2 separate regions of the Mus musculus genome follow, and region 2 is linked to region 1. Evidence: chromatin contacts called from public promoter capture Hi-C data. All regions are on one chromosome and are shown on one strand. Each heading gives the region's core, a stretch centred on a gene start, on an enhancer-like site or on the middle of the called end of the contact. The rest is flanking DNA. Distances are from core to core; before and after follow the strand shown.

Evidence for each region. Promoter capture Hi-C pulls out the DNA fragments that hold promoters and counts their contacts.
Region 2: a promoter capture Hi-C map of pre-B cells shows a contact between it and region 1. The contact joins the promoter of Zcchc2 here to the promoter of Gin1 in region 1.

What each region holds. Positions count from the first base shown.
Region 1 is chr1:97,767,193-97,772,231 of GRCm38.p6, reverse strand. Gin1 (gypsy retrotransposon integrase 1) reads right to left here and starts at 2,060. Exons shown (of 8, transcript NM_026250.3): 1 at 1,977-2,060. It overlaps Ppip5k2 (diphosphoinositol pentakisphosphate kinase 2), which reads left to right and starts at 2,140. Exons shown (of 28, transcript NM_173760.5): 1 at 2,140-2,377.
Region 2 is chr1:105,988,059-105,993,097 of GRCm38.p6, reverse strand. It overlaps Zcchc2 (zinc finger, CCHC domain containing 2), which reads right to left and starts at 2,692. Exons shown (of 14, transcript NM_001122676.1): 1 at 1,391-2,692. The coding sequence starts at 2,308. It overlaps Gm7160 (predicted gene 7160), which reads left to right and starts at 2,816. Exons shown (of 3, transcript NR_151625.1): 1 at 2,816-2,926; 2 at 3,995-4,079.

The DNA.
Region 1 (5,039 bases), core at 811-3,310:
CACATTTATGTCTTAAGATTAGATCTAAGAAGAATACGTCAGAACACGGGAGAACATAGGTATCTTTTTCAGCCTGAGCTAACTTACTTAGGACAGTATTTTCCAGTGTCATTCCTTTTGGTTTGCTTTTGAAATGTTTATTAATGTCATTTCCCTCTAAGGCTGAGTACCAGTCCATAGCACATGTATTCTACAGACATTCTGTGATGGACATCTGGAGTGATCTCATTTCCTTGCTAATGTGAATACAAGAGCAGTAAGCAAAGGTATGTAAATGTCTCTGTGAAAATATTCACATACCCTGGGATATGCCCAGAAGCCGGAGAGTTGGGTCACGTGGAAGTTCTAGTTTTAGTTTGTGAGAGGCCCCGAGCTTACTCCCATGTAGTGCCGCACCCGTTCATACCCCACCAGAACTGAATAAGAGCTCCCTTCCTCCCACCTCTGCATGCTTTTGTCATTTTGTTATTTGACCTCTTAAGGATGGTGACCTTAATGGCCTAAGATGAAATTTCAAATTTGTCTTAATCTGCATTTACCTAGTGGATAAAGATGTTTAACAGTTTTAAAACATAGTTTCGATGACATGTATTTCTCTTTTGAGAATTTTTCACTCAGTCCTTTACCCACTTATAAAACTGGATTCTGTATTTTTTCCTTAGTATTTTGATTTCTCTGCACATTCCAGGCAGCAGTCTTCTACTAGTGGGAATGGTTTTTCCCTACTATGCAGGGTATCTTTTCACTCAAATGTTTCCTTTGCTGTACAGAAGCCTCTCAATTGTGAGAGCTGCCCACATTAGCTACCGTGTCACTGTTACTATAAAATGAGCAGGAAAGGCACCAAGGAGAATGGTTTATTCTGAGTCACAGTTGGACAGCCCTGTGTCCCATGATAGGGAGGCCGGTCAGCTCGGGTGAGGCAGCTGGGCATATGCATTCCGTTAAAAGCTGAGCACCAAAGTGTTGCAATTTCATCAGGATATTTGATTAGGTCTTTACAGCATGTTCCTCGTACAACGTTAAGAACAACAAATATTTTTACCAATACTTATTGCTTAACATCTATAATTTTGTCTTGCGTAACCAATGAAAACAATTAACTATTCTTTTTATTTTTAGCATGAAGCTACTATTAAAGCCAATGAAAGGTTACACAGTAAGTTTGTATTCTAACTTCAAAACACAAAAGTTGTAATGTTTTAATAAACACAGGATTGTGGGATTAGGGTTCCGACTTTTGAATTATTCTGCTTTAATCTCTGAAAACTGAACCCGTACAATTATATATTAACTGGGAGGAGGCAGGGATAAGCCTGAGGCGGCAATACTTCAGACCATACCCTGCCTCTTTTCCCTTTATTTCCATATGCATACAGATAAAGCCGCACAGGACAAATTCAGGTCCATTTTGAAAATTGAGATTTTTTTAAAAAGTGTATTTTCCCTTTAGAGCTTTAAGGTCCCCACCCCACCCCCCTTGAGCTCGTTCCTTTACACAGGTGTACGTTTTCACACTGAATGGTGACTACTATGCAGGACGAAACTCCTCCAGCTTCGGACAAGCGCCGCTGCACTCGAGTTTTGAAGGCAGTCCAGCATTCGCCGCCGCCGGCAAGGGAGAGCTCCGCAAGCTTTTTGACACCTCGTTAACGGACCCCTGAGGGCTAGGTCCCGCTAATCCTTGCCTAAGCAGGAAAAGGACCGTTGACAGCTCAATTATACCGAGTCGCCACCTCCCTGAGCCCAACAGTCCTCGCCTCTTTGCAGCCACCATCCGCGGCGCTGTGCAAGTTCAAGGCCCTCCCGCCCCAAACGGCGCCTGCGCGAAACCTCCGCTAGTCAAACCCGTCCTTAGAGCAGTCGAAGGGGACCGTTTTAAAGTTACTGGAAGGCTACGTCTCCGTTTTTAAAAAAAATGAAGAAAAAAATAAAGAAAAATAGGTATGACAGAACACACTAGAACGACCACTCACCGAAGTGGTCCTAAGTGCAAACGGCAGGTTTTTAACTCTCCTCTCGCGATTTATCTGGTGCTACCGGAAGCGGAACTGCCGGGGGTCGGAGTTCTGGTGGCGCTTGTGGAACAGGAAGGCTCAGGCGGGTCGTTGGTCCGCCGGAAACTGTTCCGGCCGGTGCAGTTTCCGTGGGAGCCCTGTGGAGGGCGGGCAGGGAAGAGGCGTGTCGGAGGCTCCTGAGGTGTGCCAGTGCCAGCGGTTCCGCGGTGGCCGGCGAGGGAAGCTTCAGGTCCACGCCTCCGAGAGCCGCCTCGGCACAAGCGTCCTTCCCTCGCCCCCGCAATTAAAGGGGGAGGAACCGAAACCTGGATGGGCTCAAGCATCTCCCGCAGATCGCTTGCTGCCCGCAGCCACGGCAGGTGAGGACCGGGAGAGGCGACATCTCCGGCAGCCCGAGGCTCGCCGCCGCCTCCAGGTGTTTGCTTTGTCTCTGCTCCACGGTGCGGATGCGGGACACGTGGTCTTGCAAGAGCCACGGACAGTCGCGGAGGGCAGCGTGCTTGTGGACGAGTGACAGAACATCCCCAGGGTCCCTTTCAGGCTTGATTTCTCCTCCGCTTCCCGAGTCGCTTCCTCTTTTCATTTCTAGAGTTTGAAAAGCCCGAAATTGCAGTCCCGCTAGTTAGGGAGCTACCCACGTTCGACTTGTATTTGGATCTCCGTTCACCGAGGGGTGCGCCGTTGTTTGGCTTCTTCTGTGGGGAGAGGTGTCTGTTTCATTCCCTATCCTTTGCTCTGCTTGTCTTTGCTTTCCACACCCACTTCCAAAGAACAAAAGCACTGTGTGTGTGTGCACAGCGGCGTTGCAAGGTAAGAGACGAGGTTGCAGGTCAATGCCGCACCCGCGCCTTATCGATTACACAGCGTTGCGTCCTCCCATGTAGATAGTGACCTTTGGATCTCATCCTGGAGGTTCTGGACAACTTCCTGAGAGTTACCATTCTTGAGGTTTGTGGTAATGGTCGTTTTGCTTTTTGCGTCCTGGAAGACACAGAAGTAGGAAGCATGGCTGACTTAAGCATTAGCCTATACCGGGGCAGGATTTTGTTTCACTATTACAGTTTTTTTTTTCTAACTGAAACCCGTGGTTTTTGAGCAATAATATAACGATAGCTGATATTAGTGTGTAACAGTACCACATGGTTTGCACATATATTGTCATTCATCCTTTCAAGAGGCTCGTGAAGGTTGTTAGGTTATTATATTTTTAAGCCGGAAAATGGAAAGTTAGTGAGGTAGTGGAACTTACCCTGGTTACATTTTGCCACAGGAAAACCTTTGAGTGTTTACTAGAAACTAGATCTGAATCCAGCATCTGTATTCTATTGTCCTGCCATTGCTCTTGTTATTCCAGTTTCTTCACTAACTATCAGAGGTTATGCATCCATAGTGTGCTTGTGTATATGTGTGTGACAAATGACAGTCGTGATCTTTCTGCAAATTCTGTATGTGCTGTAGAATTACATATTTCAGACTGTCGAATGTATTTTCTGCAGCATAGGCTATTTTTTGAAAAGGCAAGTGGAAAAACTGATGACTAGAAGGCTCATAATTGTACAATGCTTGCTATCTCAGTTTTTAGGTAATTATAAAGGTATTAAATTTAACAATTGATAGACTATTGAATCTAATACTAGGCATAAGAGTAGTTCATTTAGTTTTTCTGATAATTTGAAATGTTTGATAATTAGAAACAAAACCCTGAGCACTCACATCATTGTCAGGTGTGAAACAGATCATTGGGAAAGGTACGTATGGAGCACAAGGAGACAAAAAGGTTAAGAAATGTGTTTGGGGTTTGGTAGATGCATGAGAAGAGTCTGGGAAGCATTCTTTGAAGTCTTCCAGTTTATTTCAGGAATAGGAACTACCTCTAAAATGGCAATAAAATCCAAACCAAAAAGCTAACTCAGCAGAAAGGTAAATTCCAGGCAGAAATGCTGACTCAGCAGAAAGAGGTATACCTTTTGAAGAGGGAGAGGAATCAGTCATTTGCCAAAGTTGTATGGAACTTGGAACTGTCTTGGTTTATATAATCGAAAAACCTATTCTAGCTTGCCTTTCCTAGCAGGAAGAAACCAATATTTAACACTTTTTATGTAACTTCTTCCTAGTGCCTTGGAATTTAGCTATCATTTATAATAAAGTTTCCACTAGAAAATGCTTTGGGATCTCAGGAAAACCAGTTATGTGTTTGTATTCCGGTTGAACAGCAGTTGATGGAGCTCCAGTTTCCTTTTTAATTTTTTTATTTTTAGTGGAAATTTACTAATTCCGGGGCTGGACTTCTGGACTTTAGTGGAACCTATGGAAAGATAGCTTGGGGGACTTTTGTAAGGGAACTCTAGATACTATACAGGACTGATGGCTTATTCGGGGTGTTAATTTAAGGAAGAGGCAGCTCAAGCCAGAATGAGTAAACATATGAGAGAGAGGACTGTTTGTCCAGGGCAGTAGGTCGTCCGGTGTGGAGCAGCCAAGTAAAACTGGAGCCTTGAAAAAGGTCTCCACAAAGACCATCAGAAGAGGATCTGCACAGGCAGCCTTCGCTAGAAGGTTCATTCTAAACTGAGTTGCTTATGTTTGTTTTTTGCCAGTTAAAGTCAGAAAAATCTTATTTATAACCATAGTTAACCAGTTATAGAAACAGCTAATGTTTACAGAGTCCTTACTGCATGCTAGCTGTTCTGGCCGCCTGCGTTCTCATTTAATCTTCAAAACTGTATGTGATGTATAACCTCATTCTGTCTGCTGCCTAGAGCTGCTAAGGAATTTTGGGGTGGGGAGCAAGAGTTAAAGTTAAATTTTCAAGAGTGGAGCAGTTCTTACGGTGAGATTCCAAGCAATGTCAGCATCACCTTGGAATTTTAGGAAGGCAAAATATTGCACTCAACCCTAGACCTTACAGTTTAATAGCTCCAGTCCACCAAGTGGTTCTGAGAGATGTTAAGGTTTCCTAGTTGCTGTTTGCCATGTGAGGAAACTAGTAAACTAAAACACATTTCGATTTTTAACTAGTGT
Region 2 (5,039 bases), core at 1,443-3,942, 8.2 Mb before region 1:
CTAAATTTAACAGCTCTGTGGTGTTGCTTTTCAGGTAGATTTAGTGAGTAGGCTGAAGGGTGAATTAAGCTTTTATTATCATTTACACAAACGTGTGTGCTGGTAGTAGAGACACTAGAAGATGGTATGATTTTACACTCATCAAGAAAACGCAAGGTATTAGTCTTATTACATCTGGATTTTGTTAAGATTTATAAGATAAAACATGAAATTGTGATTTCACAAATGCCTCACGGGGAAAAAAAAAGAAAGAAGTACTCAGCCTACATTATCTCTAAGGCAGGCCCTTTGAGACCTATCCTAAATGCCCAGGGTTCTTTGGTAATGAGTCTATACAATCATTAGTGAAACATAATGCTCAATTTTAGTTCTACCATATTGAATGACTGCTGATACATGTTAACTTTCAAGCGCGGAGGGAGGGAACACCTCCCCCCCTTAAAGTGGAAAAGCATGGCGTCCAAATCAGATCTGATCCACAAAAATAAGGTCTTAATCTACAGTTTTTACTGCAGTTGAAACATATCCCCATTAAATCGCCATTCTTAAGTGGTTTATTGGGCCTAATTAAATTACTTTCAAGACTGTAAAAATTCTTTAAAGTTTTCGATAAGTGGATTCCTATGTACTAAATGTGTTTTAATAACTCTTTCAGACAACGTTAATGCCTAAAGACCTAAGAGATCACCAGACCCCAAATCTGAAGTAGAAATCAAGCCCCTTAGGAAAGCTTGTTTGGTAGTCTGTTAAAGGTTTAGCCAGGCCATCCCAAGTCTTTACCTAGATGACCGATTTTTGTACTTAGGTCAGCCAATTCATAGGTCTCCACAGAATACCCACCGGAACACACACACACACTCCCAGTGAATACAAAGTTCTCCGACTAAAAGCCAAAAGACCTATTCAAAACCTTAATTAGCACACACTAAGTATAAAAAGTTCCTTATGCCACAGTAACCTGGCAGTGCCAAGGGGTAAGGCGGTTTTTAAACAGGCTGAGACTAGGAAACAGCCCACCCAGGGCTAAACGGACGGTGGTTGACAGCCCCAAGCGCTTGGCTTTTCCCCTTGCACCTAGCACCCAAATACTCGAGCCCAAAATGTCCCACGAGCCTCCTAATTCTGAGGTCTAGGGTCAGGGAGCTCCAGTCTTCCGTGATAACTCGTGCACATCAGAAGAGAATTCTAGAGCATTCTGTTATGGCGGGTGGCTCAATGTGCATGTGGGTGACTGGAAATGAGCCACCCAAGAAAATGACGATGACTACCCATGGCTGAGAGCCGCGGAGTGGTTATTCCGAGACACCTGCATGAGGCTGGGGTCAGAGCTGGATTCTGAGGCCCGCCGAGGCGGAGGCCGGAGCTGCGACTGCACTTCTTCGCACCTTACCTGGGCCCTGGAGCCCGCAAAGTTGCTGGGCTCCACCTCCGCGTCCTCCGGCTCCACCCGGAGTGCGCTGCGGAGCCTCTCCAGGTGCTCCCTCAGGGTGACCCGCTGGTGGAAGGAGAAAGCCGGGTGCAGCGAAGCCATGGTGAACAGCAGCAGCAGTTCCTCTTGGGCCCTGAAGCCGAGCCCGCCTCCAGTCCCGAGCTTGGCGCAGCCACTGCCTTCCGGGCCGGGGCCGTCCTTCTCCGCGTCCTGCTCGCCATCGCCACTCGGCTCGTCCTCCACGCTGCCCCGCGAGCCCTCGGCTCGAGTCGCGCGCAGGCTTCTGAGCACCGCGTCCACCTGGGGCAGGAGGCGGTGCAGGCGGCCAGCGGCCTCTCTGTTCTCCGAGCCCAGCAGCGCTAGGTATACGATGAGGCGCGAGCGCACGGCGGGCTCTCGGAAATCGGCCAGCGACCCTGGGTCCGAGAGGCCGTTGGCCTTCGCCTCCGAGTCGCGCAGGTAGTGGTAGTCCTTGCGCGCCAAGTCCTCCAGGCACGAGCCGAGAAAGCGCAGCTCCAGCGGGTTGCACAGGTCCAGCAGCCCGCACATGAACTCAAGGCGCTGCGCCGAGCCCAGCACCAGCCCGAACCACTCATACACCCGCTCCTGTTCGCGCAGCGCCGCCGCGTGCCCGCCGCCGCCCGGCATGCCCGCGCCCGCCGTCGGCCCGCTAGCAACAGGCGGCTCGAGCCCCCGGGGCGGCGACGGCGGCGGCGGGGGTCCCCGCGGCAGGCCCGTGGGCGGCGGCGGCGGGCGGCAGTCGCGGCGGCGGCGCAGCGGAGCCTTTGCGCCCGGCCGCGCGTCCGCCTCGGGCTCCTCCGCGTCGGGCGGCGGCTCGCTGGGGTGCGTCGACTTCGGTGGCAGCTTCATCCTCAGCATCCTCAGCTAAGGCGGTGCGGACATGCGAGCGAGGGAGCGGGGGCGGCGGGAGGAGCCGAGCGCCCGGGCGGCGGCACGGCCGTCAAGAACGTTGCCCCTCCATGCCGCCGGGGCGGGCCGGGGGCGGGTCTCGCCGACCGGGGACGGGGGGCGGTGGCCGGCCGGCAGCTTCGTCCCGGCGGGAGGCGGGGCGTGACCGCGACGGCTCCTCCCCTGGGCTCTGTGCCCGCTGGGGAGTCCGGTGCGGGAGGAGCAAGTCGACGAGCGCGTCCTCCTTCCGCCTTTCCGCGTCCGCACGGGGCTGGCGGTGACGGCCTGAGCCGTTCCCTCTCGAGCCGGCGCTGGCAGAGCGGCTTGGCGAGGAGGAGGAGGAGCAGCGGGGCTGGGCGGAGACGCTGGCGGGCTCCGCGCACCGCACTCCAGCCAATCAACGTTTAGATCTGGCGTGACGCGAGCTTCTCGTTTGCCCCCCCCTCCCCGCCGGGAGCCGCCCTCTCTGAGAAGCCACGCCCACCTCCTGCTATGCTGCAAGGCTCTGGCACATCCCGCGCGGTCCTAATGCTTGATGGGTTCCAGCAGACTGAGGACGTGGGTTTGGGACTTTCGGACCACGGCGAGGTGAGCTTGGCCCGGAGCGGCAGAAGTGGGCGAGGTTCGCGTGGGAGGAGGGACATCGACTTAGTTTTTCTTGAGAGATCTGACCGTGCCGTGGCTGCAGACCATCTTCGCGTCAGCCACCGCCCTGGATCACGCCAAGTGGGTTCCCAGCCCCTGCCGCCTCGTGAACTCCGCCAAAGTCAGCCACGGGAGATTACCATATTCTAAAACTTCACCTGGACCGTTGGTGTGAACGCTGGGACGAAGATCCAGGAGTTAGGTCGGGATGTAGAGTGGTTTTGGGCGGCGAGCGCCCTTGCTCAGGCTGGCTGCAAGGTGCTGCTTTGGGCCGGGTATCCGGCTGAGGGGACCCTGTTGCTGGGGGTGCTTGGCCTAATGGTTGCATCTGGCTTGCAAGGTTAAGTTTAAGGACGCCCTCCTGCCCCAAATCTATGGTTTGCGCAATCACTTATTGCCTACGTTTTAGTTCCTATCCGTGAACATTTGGAATTCTTGAGCTGGTGTGAATTTCCTGTAACTCTTTTAAACAATTTAATAAGTTACTGTCTTGTCAGGGTTTTAAGTTTTTAAGCGATATTACATTTTTAAGTTTTGTAGACACCGCCCTCCCTATGACTCTTTCAGTGATATGTATAGCCCAACCATAAAAATCAATTTAAAAACCAAACCAACCCAAGGGGCCATGATTGCTCTCAGAGCCATCAGGACCATCCTGTCTCATTTGTGCTGGAGCCTGACTGCCGGTCAAGAGTTCTTGGCATGCTGTTTGTCAGTCCATGATTGTAAATAAATATAAATCTTGTGCCCAGGGGCGGGGGAAACAGGATTATTATTATTATTATTATTATTATTATTATTATTATTATTTGAGGGTCCATAATAGTAGTTTCTTTGTGTGTTTGCTTTTTAAAATTTCCGACAGTTTTAAATAAAGAACTTATACCACATAACCAAAGTAGGAGCGTGAGAAAATTAAAAGCCACACTAACCCTCGTTGAGAGTGTTGGGACATCTACAGAGTGTATAGAATCGCCTTTATCTCACAAACTCTGCGGCTTTATCATTTAGGATAAGACTGAATTGAACCCTAAATCAGCTTCCGTGATAAAACCGAGAGATGGAGAATTACTCAGCACATTTTATATTGATAAAAGTAAGTGAAAGCTATTCTGACATGTAGTTTTCTCTTTCGTGTGCTTCTTGGGTATAGCTTAAACGAAGTAAGCCTCAGCTACTATCCTCGAGTCTACTGTTCCTGCCTGATCACTTAGGCACATTTCTGAAGCTTAGGATGAAATGTTTTAAGCAGAATAGTGAGGAGCCCCCCCCCCCGTCCCCTCCCCTACCACATTCCCAACTTTACTTCCATGCCTTATGTAATGAGCAAATACTCTACTTCCAAATTGATTTTTATATGTGATCCCGACTATGGATTTTTAATCTTTAATTTTCTATTGCATCAGTTATTTAATCTAGACTCACAGCACCCAGTCCACATTTTCATCAGAATTAAATTTGCAACTGTTAATAATGATTTTTGTCTCTCTAGCTTGGCTAGCATTAGAAAACACAGTTGATAGTAACACTTATAAATAACATGTACTATACCTTAATTCAGGTTATCCTCCACCAGCTTCATGGTTTGTCCCCACAGGGTGTTGTTTCAGGGCCCTCTCTCTACTCTGCAAATCACACACACACACACACACACACATGTCTAAGTGGTTTTTTCCACCCTGTGATTAGTGACAGAACACAGGGAGCAAGGGTGAAGGATGGCTGCTGCAGCGCTCACTCTCAAGGGAGAGAGCCCAGGGCAACATGGGAGTGTTTAACTCTGGAGAACTACCCTCATGATTCTGATGACTCTTCAGAAATATGATCTGCCTCGTTGCAAAAACATGCTCTAAATTTTATGTTCCATGTGTAATCAAATCACATGGGCTATAGGAGTGTCGAGTGTGGGGTTTGTATCCAAATTTTTCATACTGGGATTGTGATGGCTAAACTTGTTTGTCAGAGACTTGCTTCTGGGCCAGTTGTGAGAATAATTCTTACAAGAACTGATGGAGGGGGAAGACCCTCCTTTATGTTATGATGGTACCCCTCTAGG